Linked DNA regions of Macaca mulatta: region 1 is linked to region 2. The links are chromatin contacts, called in public Hi-C maps. All regions are on one chromosome and are shown on one strand. The core of a region is the stretch at or near the end of the contact, and the rest is flanking DNA. Distances in the headings are between cores, read along the strand shown. Region 1 holds the start of C4H6orf89 (chromosome 4 C6orf89 homolog). Region 2 holds the start of MTCH1 (mitochondrial carrier 1).

The links. A called contact is a pair of places that touch in the nucleus more often than the background predicts.
Region 1: a Hi-C map of fetal cortex germinal zone shows a contact between it and region 2, with 2.8 times the contacts expected there. The contact joins the promoter of C4H6orf89 here to the promoter of MTCH1 in region 2. A contact is called at or near these places in 4 of 14 Hi-C or Micro-C datasets (cortical neurons, fetal cortex germinal zone, fetal cortical plate and 1 more).

What each region holds. Positions count from the first base shown.
Region 1 is chr4:145,364,882-145,369,213 of T2T-MMU8v2.0, reverse strand. C4H6orf89 (chromosome 4 C6orf89 homolog) reads left to right here and starts at 1,321. Exons shown (of 8, transcript NM_001258161.2): 1 at 1,321-1,495. The coding sequence starts at 1,494. LOC144340395 (a long non-coding RNA gene) reads right to left here. Exons shown (of 2, transcript XR_013416466.1): 1 at 4,050-4,332; 2 at 1,437-3,210.
Region 2 is chr4:145,271,300-145,275,322 of T2T-MMU8v2.0, reverse strand. MTCH1 (mitochondrial carrier 1) reads right to left here and starts at 2,037. Exons shown (of 12, transcript XM_015136258.3): 1 at 1,681-2,037. The coding sequence starts at 2,001.

The sequences.
Region 1 (4,332 bases), core at 72-2,571, 95 kb before region 2:
TCTCTCTTCAACTGGAATAACGAAAACTGAAAGAAATGTGTGACCATGAGGGCACCATAACCTATGAATGACATGCTGAGACCAGAAACCCAAAATGGTGGTAACTGAGAGTGGTGCTAAGGCCCTAAGTTCTGGTCACACTGTCACCTAAGTAAGAACCTGGCCAAAAGTGGGAAATTTTTTTTAAACAAAATTATGGGAGGCCATTATTTTGGACTGAGCTCATGCACTAGGCCCCAACAAACCAAACTAAAATGGAGTCACTCATGCTAAATGTGACATAATCAAACTAAGGCTTTAAAAAAACACATAAATGCTAAAACAGACCAGGTTTTGTTTTTCTCCTGTAAACAGGATGTTCCAGCATAAGGAGGTATCCTCTACTCAGTCCTTATTCTCTCCCTGCAAAACCCACTGTTCTACTGTTTCCTAGTGAGTTTCAAAACCATATAGGTACACTTATGACAGTGATAACATCAGTAACTAAGGTTTTGGTCAATCTCTCAAAATTGAGAAAATGACCAAAACAGGGGAATTGTTAAGGCAAACTAAGTATGGCCTAAGAAGGACTCTGTCCTTCTATATTTAAGTCCTTGTAGATGAACTGTAATGTAGCTTAATAGTCAAACAAAATTGAAAACCTAACCTAATAGCATACATCTGTAATAATAACTGAGTAGTGGCCAATCCCAGTGGCCATACTTCAACCACTCACAGCCTGCTGAATATTCAAACTGCGTTCAAAGAAGGCAAACACTGAGCTGTAACCAACCTCACTGTTTCTGTACCCTACTTCCGATTCCTGTACCTCCCTTTGCCTTTTTTTGTCTATAAATTTGTTCTGACCATGAGGCACCCTGGTAGTCTGTGAATCTGCTGCAATTCTGGGAGTTGCCTGATTCGCGAATTTTTCATTGCTCAATTAAACTCCTTTAAACTTAATTCGCCTGAAGTTTTCTTCAACAGAGTAAGCTCTCAGTAATGAATGGGCTGAGTGTAAATTGGAGGGATTTGTTTGTCTTTCTCAAGAGTAGGAACTTCCGGAAGGAAGGGGCTGCTCTTCATTTACGTTTCCCTTCCACTCCCATCCCTTAATGCCTAACACACTGCCTCGCACATAGTACGGGACTCAGTAAATGCTCGTTCAATGGGTCAGTTCAGCTATGAAGTCTGTGTGTCAGTCCAGGTAAATAAGGGAGACAAGGATTTAGGACTAGGGCGAAAAGAGCCCGATCGGGAGAAAGACGCCAGGGGGAGCAATAACCTGCACTCTCCAGATATCGCGAGAGCTCCCGCGCTCGCCACGACGTTGAGTGTTCCGTTTTGGGCGGAAGCGCTGGACGAGAGGAGAAACTACTATAGGGACAAGGCCTCGCCCATGGAGTGGGGGTTGCTTCCGGGTCGCGCTCCCGGAAACAGGAAGTTGCCCATCCTCCTTGCCCGGCGGCAGCTGTCCGCGAGGCGGGAGGAGCCCGAGGGGGCGCGAGCCCCGCATGTGAGTGACTGGGGCCCGAGGCTGGGTGGGGGGAGGCCGCCCTGTGACAGCCTCGCCGCCGCGCCCGTCTCTGACATCCTCGCGCAGCCGCTCCTCGCCGCTGCTACCACCCTCTATCCCAGCGCTGATCCCTTTTCTGAGCCTCTCCAGTTTTGTAGACTGACAGCATCCCCTGGCAGCTCCCGCGGGGTCGACTCCCTTAAGACATCTGTCACTTTCCTTGACCACGCCGGGGAGAGCAAAACGAGGTCGACCTTGCTTGCACTTGCTTCTCAGGCATCACAGCAGTGTCCAAAACTTGAGCGTTGCTAATGAAGTCCAGATTTCTGCCCTTTTGACGGAATTTTTAAGAAATTAAGAGTAGATTCCCCACCCCCTTCTGAAAGATGTTTTTCTAATAATTTTTAGGGGGAATTTTTTTTTTTTTTTCCTTCAAGCGTGTACTTGGTATGTGATAAACCTGGCATCTTGGATTTCAGAAAGAAATATGACTTGGTTTATTGACACCAGTAAAATAGTTGTTTGTAATCACCTCTTAGTAGAAGGAAATTTGCCTGCGTCATGTTTTGTAGTAGTTTATGACTGTTAACTGTGCAGGCCACACTTTTTCTAGTCTCAGAGCCCTCATAGCCATAGTATTCGCAAATATGTTTCTTTTAAAGTATTTAGTCATCAATCACTTTATAACGGAGACTACTTCCAGATACTTAGTATTCTGGCTTTTCTGATTGCTCATTTGGTAGTTCCTGTGGTGGAATCTTCTATAGACGTCTCTCCCTTAACAAATTCGTTTATTTGAATTTGAGTTGTCAAAATTTCCCTCTAGGGAACAACATGCCTTTAAAATAAAAACTAATAAATCCAATTCTGCTACATTAAAGTGTTGACTAAAGGTTCAAATAGCCCAACTTGCGTACCAGAAAGAGGTCCTGTTTCTCTGTCAGACCTTTTCTGCCTTGGACTGAAGCATTTTTCAAGACCTGCTTTGAATACGTGTTCCTCGACAGCTGCTCCACAAACCAAAAACAATGTCCAAATGCTAGATTGCTAACCTGCTAAGGTTAAACCCTCATCACATTGATGCTACCTCTGCGTTTTTGTTTTTTTTTTTGAGACGGAGTCTCGCACTGTCGCCCAGGCTGGAGTGAAGTGGCGACCTCGGCTCACTGCAAGCTCCGCCTCCCCGGTTCACCCCATTCTCCTGCCTCAGCCTCCCGACCTCTGCATTTTTAAAAAAGAATAAAAGAATAAAACGTGAATAAACCATGAACCATGAGTTACATTCAGTTAGTTCGGAATGATAACTTTAGGTCCTTTCTATAAATTTGTTCAACATTGATCTGATTCGACATCTGAGGTGAATTCCCATGTCTGTTCTTAGTTTTTTGTGTTTTCTCCATTTATCTCTGCTTTCAAGAAACACTATTTAGGGTGGGAGGTAGACAGGAAAATAGATGTAATACAAAGCCCTAGAGGTTCATAGGACAAAAACTGAGGTCAGCGTCTTAAAGAGTTCACTTATTGGACAAAGCACTGGAGATTAGGCTTTTTAGGCAGAGGAAATTGTGTATGCAAAAGCAAAAAGATATGAAACCATGTAACAGTGTAGAATGTGAAGAAGGATTGATGGGAAATGAAACTGAACAGGTAGGCAGTGACCAGATCATAAAGGGCCATGGTAAGTAATTTGGACTTTATCTTTAAAAAGAATCTCACTCCATCACCCAGGTTGGAGTGCAGTGGTGCGATTATGGTTCACTGCAGCCTTGAACTCCTGGGCTCAAGCTACCCTCCCACCTCTGCTTCCCGAGTAGCTGGGTCTGCAGGCGTGCACCACCACACTCGGCCAATTTTTATTTTTATTTTTTTTTGTAGAGTCAAAGTCTTGCTATGTTGCCCAGGCTGGTCTTGAACTCCTGGGCTCAAGCAGTCCTCCCATCTCAGCCTCCTGGTGTCAGGATTACAGGCATGAGGCACCATGCTTGACTTGGGACTTTATCTTAAAATAATTGTTATTAGGTATTTAATTTGTCTGGCTATTGGAACAAAGGTGTTACATCATTTTATAATTCTCTTAAAACATTGTGGGGTAGAAATAATTATCCCCATTTTATACATGAGAACTCTGAGGCTTAGAGAGGATAAGTAGTGTCTCCTGGCCACACACTAAGTGGTAAAATCTAGAGTTTGCATCCAGCTTTTTCCAACTCCAGTATCTGTGTTCTTAGTCGCCATGCTAAACTGCTCCTGCAGAGGATGGGGAGTGTTGGAAGGTGCTTAGCATGAACCAATTTGTGTTTCAAAAAAATAAGTGTCCGAGTGTGGTGGCTCACGCCTCTAATGCCAACACTTTGGGAGGCTAAGGTGAGCGGATCACTTGAGGTCAGGAGTCTCACCAACATGGTGAAACCCAGTGTCTACCAAAAAAAATACAAAATTTAGCTGGGTGTGGTGGCATGCGCCTGTACTCCCAGCTGCTCGGGAGGCTGAGGCACGAGAATCTCTTGAAGTCAGGAGACAGAGGTTACAGTGAGCTGAGATTGTGTAACTGCACTCCAACCTGAGCGAAGAGTGAGATCCTGTCTCAAAAAATAAAAATAAAGTAAAAAATAAAAAACTGGACAAAGTAGAGGATGGATTGGGGAAGAGGAGAACTGGAAGTATAGAAATTAACTACCCTTTGTGTTGGTCCCTAGGAAAGACGTTGAGGGCCTTAACTGTGCCGTTAATGTAGAGGTAGAGAGGAGGGGATGAATGTGAGAATTATATAGGAAGCTGAATCGAGAGGACTTAGTGATAGTTTCATTGGTGGGAATGAGGTAGGAGGAGAATAGTTT
Region 2 (4,023 bases), core at 788-3,287:
TAGCCTCATTCCATCAGTTTCCAGAACCCTCACTTCTCAGGTCCCACCAGTTCCAAAGCACCAATTTATCTCCCAAACTTCGAGTTCAACTGCTGTAAATACAATCTTACCCCTGTAAGACAGCCCTCATTTCCAAATCACAACCAAATGCCAGTCTTGGTCTACACCTTCCGCCATCAACAGTTTTCAAATCTGTCACAATTAGGGTCTAGTCAGGCACCTTGATGCCCCTGACTGAATCTCCTCATTCCTTGTCATATTCCTGGTCACACCCACAAATCTATTACCATTCCTCAGATCCCAGATTTCAACTACTCTCATTCTCAAGGCCTTCTCATTCCAGTTGTATTTTGCATTCTCTCAGTTCAATTATAGAGATGGTAAAATCTGACACCCACCTGCCTCAACTGAAATCTTGGATGGGTCTCCACTTCAATTTTTAACCTTCCTCCTCCCACTCTTCTTAACTGGAACATTCTGGCCTAATGACCCCCATCAAAACTGTACCCATCCCAGCCACACCCACCTAATTCTCACACCTCCACACGCCCTTCATTCCAGCTCACTCCTCTCAAGCAGCACACTTCATCTGTTCCGCATTGCTGGCCACCACCAAATCTGCCAAGTGCCCATGCATCCCTCCGTTCTAGAGACATCCCTACCTCGGTCTCAATTTCTGGTAATCCCTACCTATCCTGCCACCTATGTCTCCACTGTCCCTTCTGCCCAATTTCAATACTCCCGTCCTCCTTCTCCTCATCTGCCCAGATACAAGCACTGTGATTCCTCTCTGACCCCAACTATTGACTTCCATTTCCTCCTCCAAATGCGTCATCCCCTTCCCCGCTTAAAGCCTGCTCCTAGCTTCCCTCTCTAGACAAATCGCTGCCACGCCCCTCCCCCAATGCTGGCCCTATCTGTTCCCCTCCCCCCATACGCGTCACCCTGTCCCCTCCTCCTACCAAATCTGTCGTCGCCATCAAATCCAGAGCCCCCATCTCCGGTAAACCGATAGCATTCCCCTGCAAAATTCTTTGCCTTCGCACTCTCCCACCAAATTAAATCACAATGAAACCCAAGACCTGTCTTCTCTGTCCACCCCCAGTCTGGTGTCCTTCTTTCCCTCCTAAATTTCTGGCCCTGGTGCCCACTTTGTCCCCACCCCACGACGTTTTACATCCATCTCTACCAAATCCAGAGCCCCCGTTCCCCTCTACCCCAAATATGTGCTCCTCAGCCTCTAAACACTTCGCCCGGGCCCCCAACCTTCCTCCCCATCTCTTCACCCAAACTTCTCGCCCCTCCCCCAATTATGTTGCTTCTTCCCTCATCCCAAATTCGTTCCCTTCCCTATCCCAAGTCCATCGTCCCCACTCCTTTACTTCCCAAATATGTTTTTCCAGACCATCGCCCCCTCCTTGGCACCCCCCAAATCGCTTGTTCCTTCCACCCTCTCCCAAATCCGCTATTACTCTAACCCTTTCTGCATTCTAAAACCCGTGACCTCTGCGTTCCCACACGGCTTCCCTCCCCTCCCACCCACTTCGGCCCCCCAAACCCGCCGTCCCCACCCCTCTCCCCAAATCCGTCGCCATTGACTCCCCGCCCCAATCCTCCAAATCCTGGCCTGTCACCTTCACATCAGTCTCTCATCTCCCTACGGCGCCTCTGGTCCCCCACCTGGATGAGCAGCTTCACGTAGAGCAGGGGATGACTGAGCGCCGTCACGCCCGCGCCCAGTGCCACGAAAAGAGCCTCAGTGGTCGGGGCGTTGTCCCCAGACCCCAGGCCCCCTGACCCGCCGTCCATCCTGCGGGCCGAGGGCTGAGCCGCAGGCCGAGGGTGGCGAGGATGTGCGCGGTGCGCGGGCGGTGGATCGCGAGCTCGGGCCTCGACCCCCGCCGCCGCTCCGCCGCGAGCTCCGGCTCCAGCTCCGGCTCCCGCCATCCCCGCGGCACCGCCGCGAGCCCAGGGCGCCACTTCCGGGTCCAAAGCTCCCATGGCACCCGGCGGCGAGGTCACTCCCTGTCACGTGACGGAGGCCGCGCCCCTCGCTGGCGTCAGGGGGCAGGGCCGGGGCGCACCACTCTCGGCCGCGGGGGAGCTCGGGAGCGTGGCGCGGCGGGTGGGACACGCCGGATGTGGCCCCCGGGCCGGTGGGAGCCTAGCAGGACACTGGGTTGCGGGCCGGGGATCAATGGTGGCGGGCAGCCGGGTCCCCGGGCTCGGGAGCTGTGGCGGCTGTCGCAGGCCGGGGCGCTCCCCCGGGAGGCCCAGAGCACGCGGGGGCGGGGTTCGGTGCCTCCGGCTGCCAGACGTCCCCAATATGGTCTGAGGCGCTTCCAAGCCCCCTCCCTGGCTTCGGGATTTTTCTCTGTAGTTCTCTGCCCGCCCCTTTGCGGCCCAGATCCCAGTCGCCGCGGCCTGCGTGGAACTCTGCGCGAGCTGAATCTCCTGCTGCAGAACGACCCCGAGCCCGAACCCGAGCCCCTCCGCGGCCCCAGCCTCTTTGTCCGACCCCTTTCCCATCTCCCCTGCCAGGAATGCTCTCCCCACCAGAGCAAATCCAGATGTCCCCTCGGCGACTGTGGGCACCCTCCCCAACTGTGGAGCCTTCGCACGCCTTCCTCAGAGTCCGTGGTTGTAAAATTTGTTTTTCTCTAAAGTATTTGAGTGTCTCCCTCACTAGATCCTGAGGGTTTTAGTGAGTCCCTCGGTGTGAGCACACGCAGGCACTGCTGGGCGCCTGTAGTTGATTCTTAGTTAATACAAGTGAATAATCATAACTAGACCTTAATTTGCAGGAACTGTGTGACAGGCACTTTTTAAAATGCTTTACACGTGTTGATTCAAGTGTAATCCTCACAAGAACCCTGCGAGGAAGATAGGACAGCAAGTGCCCTGTTCCTGTTTGTAAACGTGCATTACACCCTGCAACAATACCTACAACAGAACCTTGCTAGTTGTGGGGGTTCGCAATAAAAGTTTCTGTTTGAATGAATCCTAGAGTGTGCAGGGACACAGCAATGGAAGACCTGGTCCCTTTGTCTGTACTTACCCTATAGCCAGTTTATTGTGAGACACCTGCCTTCTGGCCACTTTTACTGTTAGTCCAGGTTTCCCAGTCTGTCCTTTCTGACTCCCTGCCTTACCTCCTAAAAAGCTACCTCCCCTTTTCCCACTCTTGATAATGAACACTATGCACTTTCCACGTTCAAAGCATGCCACACTCCCTGTCTCCCTCGCCTTGGCCTCCCTAACCCAGGCTTGTCCTAGTGAAATCACTTGCAAAGCCTGCCCTTTCAACTTGCTGTGTTTTCTCCATCAAACACAATTTTCATCGAACATCCCCCAGGAGCACCTTAAATGACTTCCTTTTGCCTAGGTTCTGATTTAGCTTTCTCAATAAGGACCTGAAAGTCAAATTCCTAGTGCCACACTAACTCTCTACCAAGAAGAGGCGATAGGTTTTAGTTTGGGGGTGGGAGTAGGGGAGGATGATTTACTTCCCCATCCTTCTGAAACTTCCTCACAGGAACCTTTTCCTTCTTTGGGCTTTTCGTCCCGGTTTTTCTCCAGCTGTCTGTTTTTCCTTCTGAACTTGGCTGTTCACCGTTGAGCCTTTTACTGTGCCTTACATGGTCACCTAACTTTGGGCCTATACTGTATTTGGCCCTTTCAGACTGTAGTTTCATGTGAAGCAGCAACTTGTGTGTTGTCTTGCATTGTTTTGTATCTTCCACAGCACCAGATATAGGACTATACACATAGTACAAGTTCAGTAAAGTATTTCTAAATGATCGAACAATTTCTCCAAGTGAAGAAACTGAAGGAAAATAGATCAGCTAAACCAGTTAGACCCACAGGGTACCAAGCAGAAGCAAATGTTAAACTGCACGATGACTGTATTTCTACAACTCAGGGCTCACAGAGACTCCAAGAGAAAGTGTAGCAGGATAAGCCGCAGATAAAACTCCTCAGACACTGGATTAAAGAAGGAAGACGTTTTTTATTCGGCCGGGA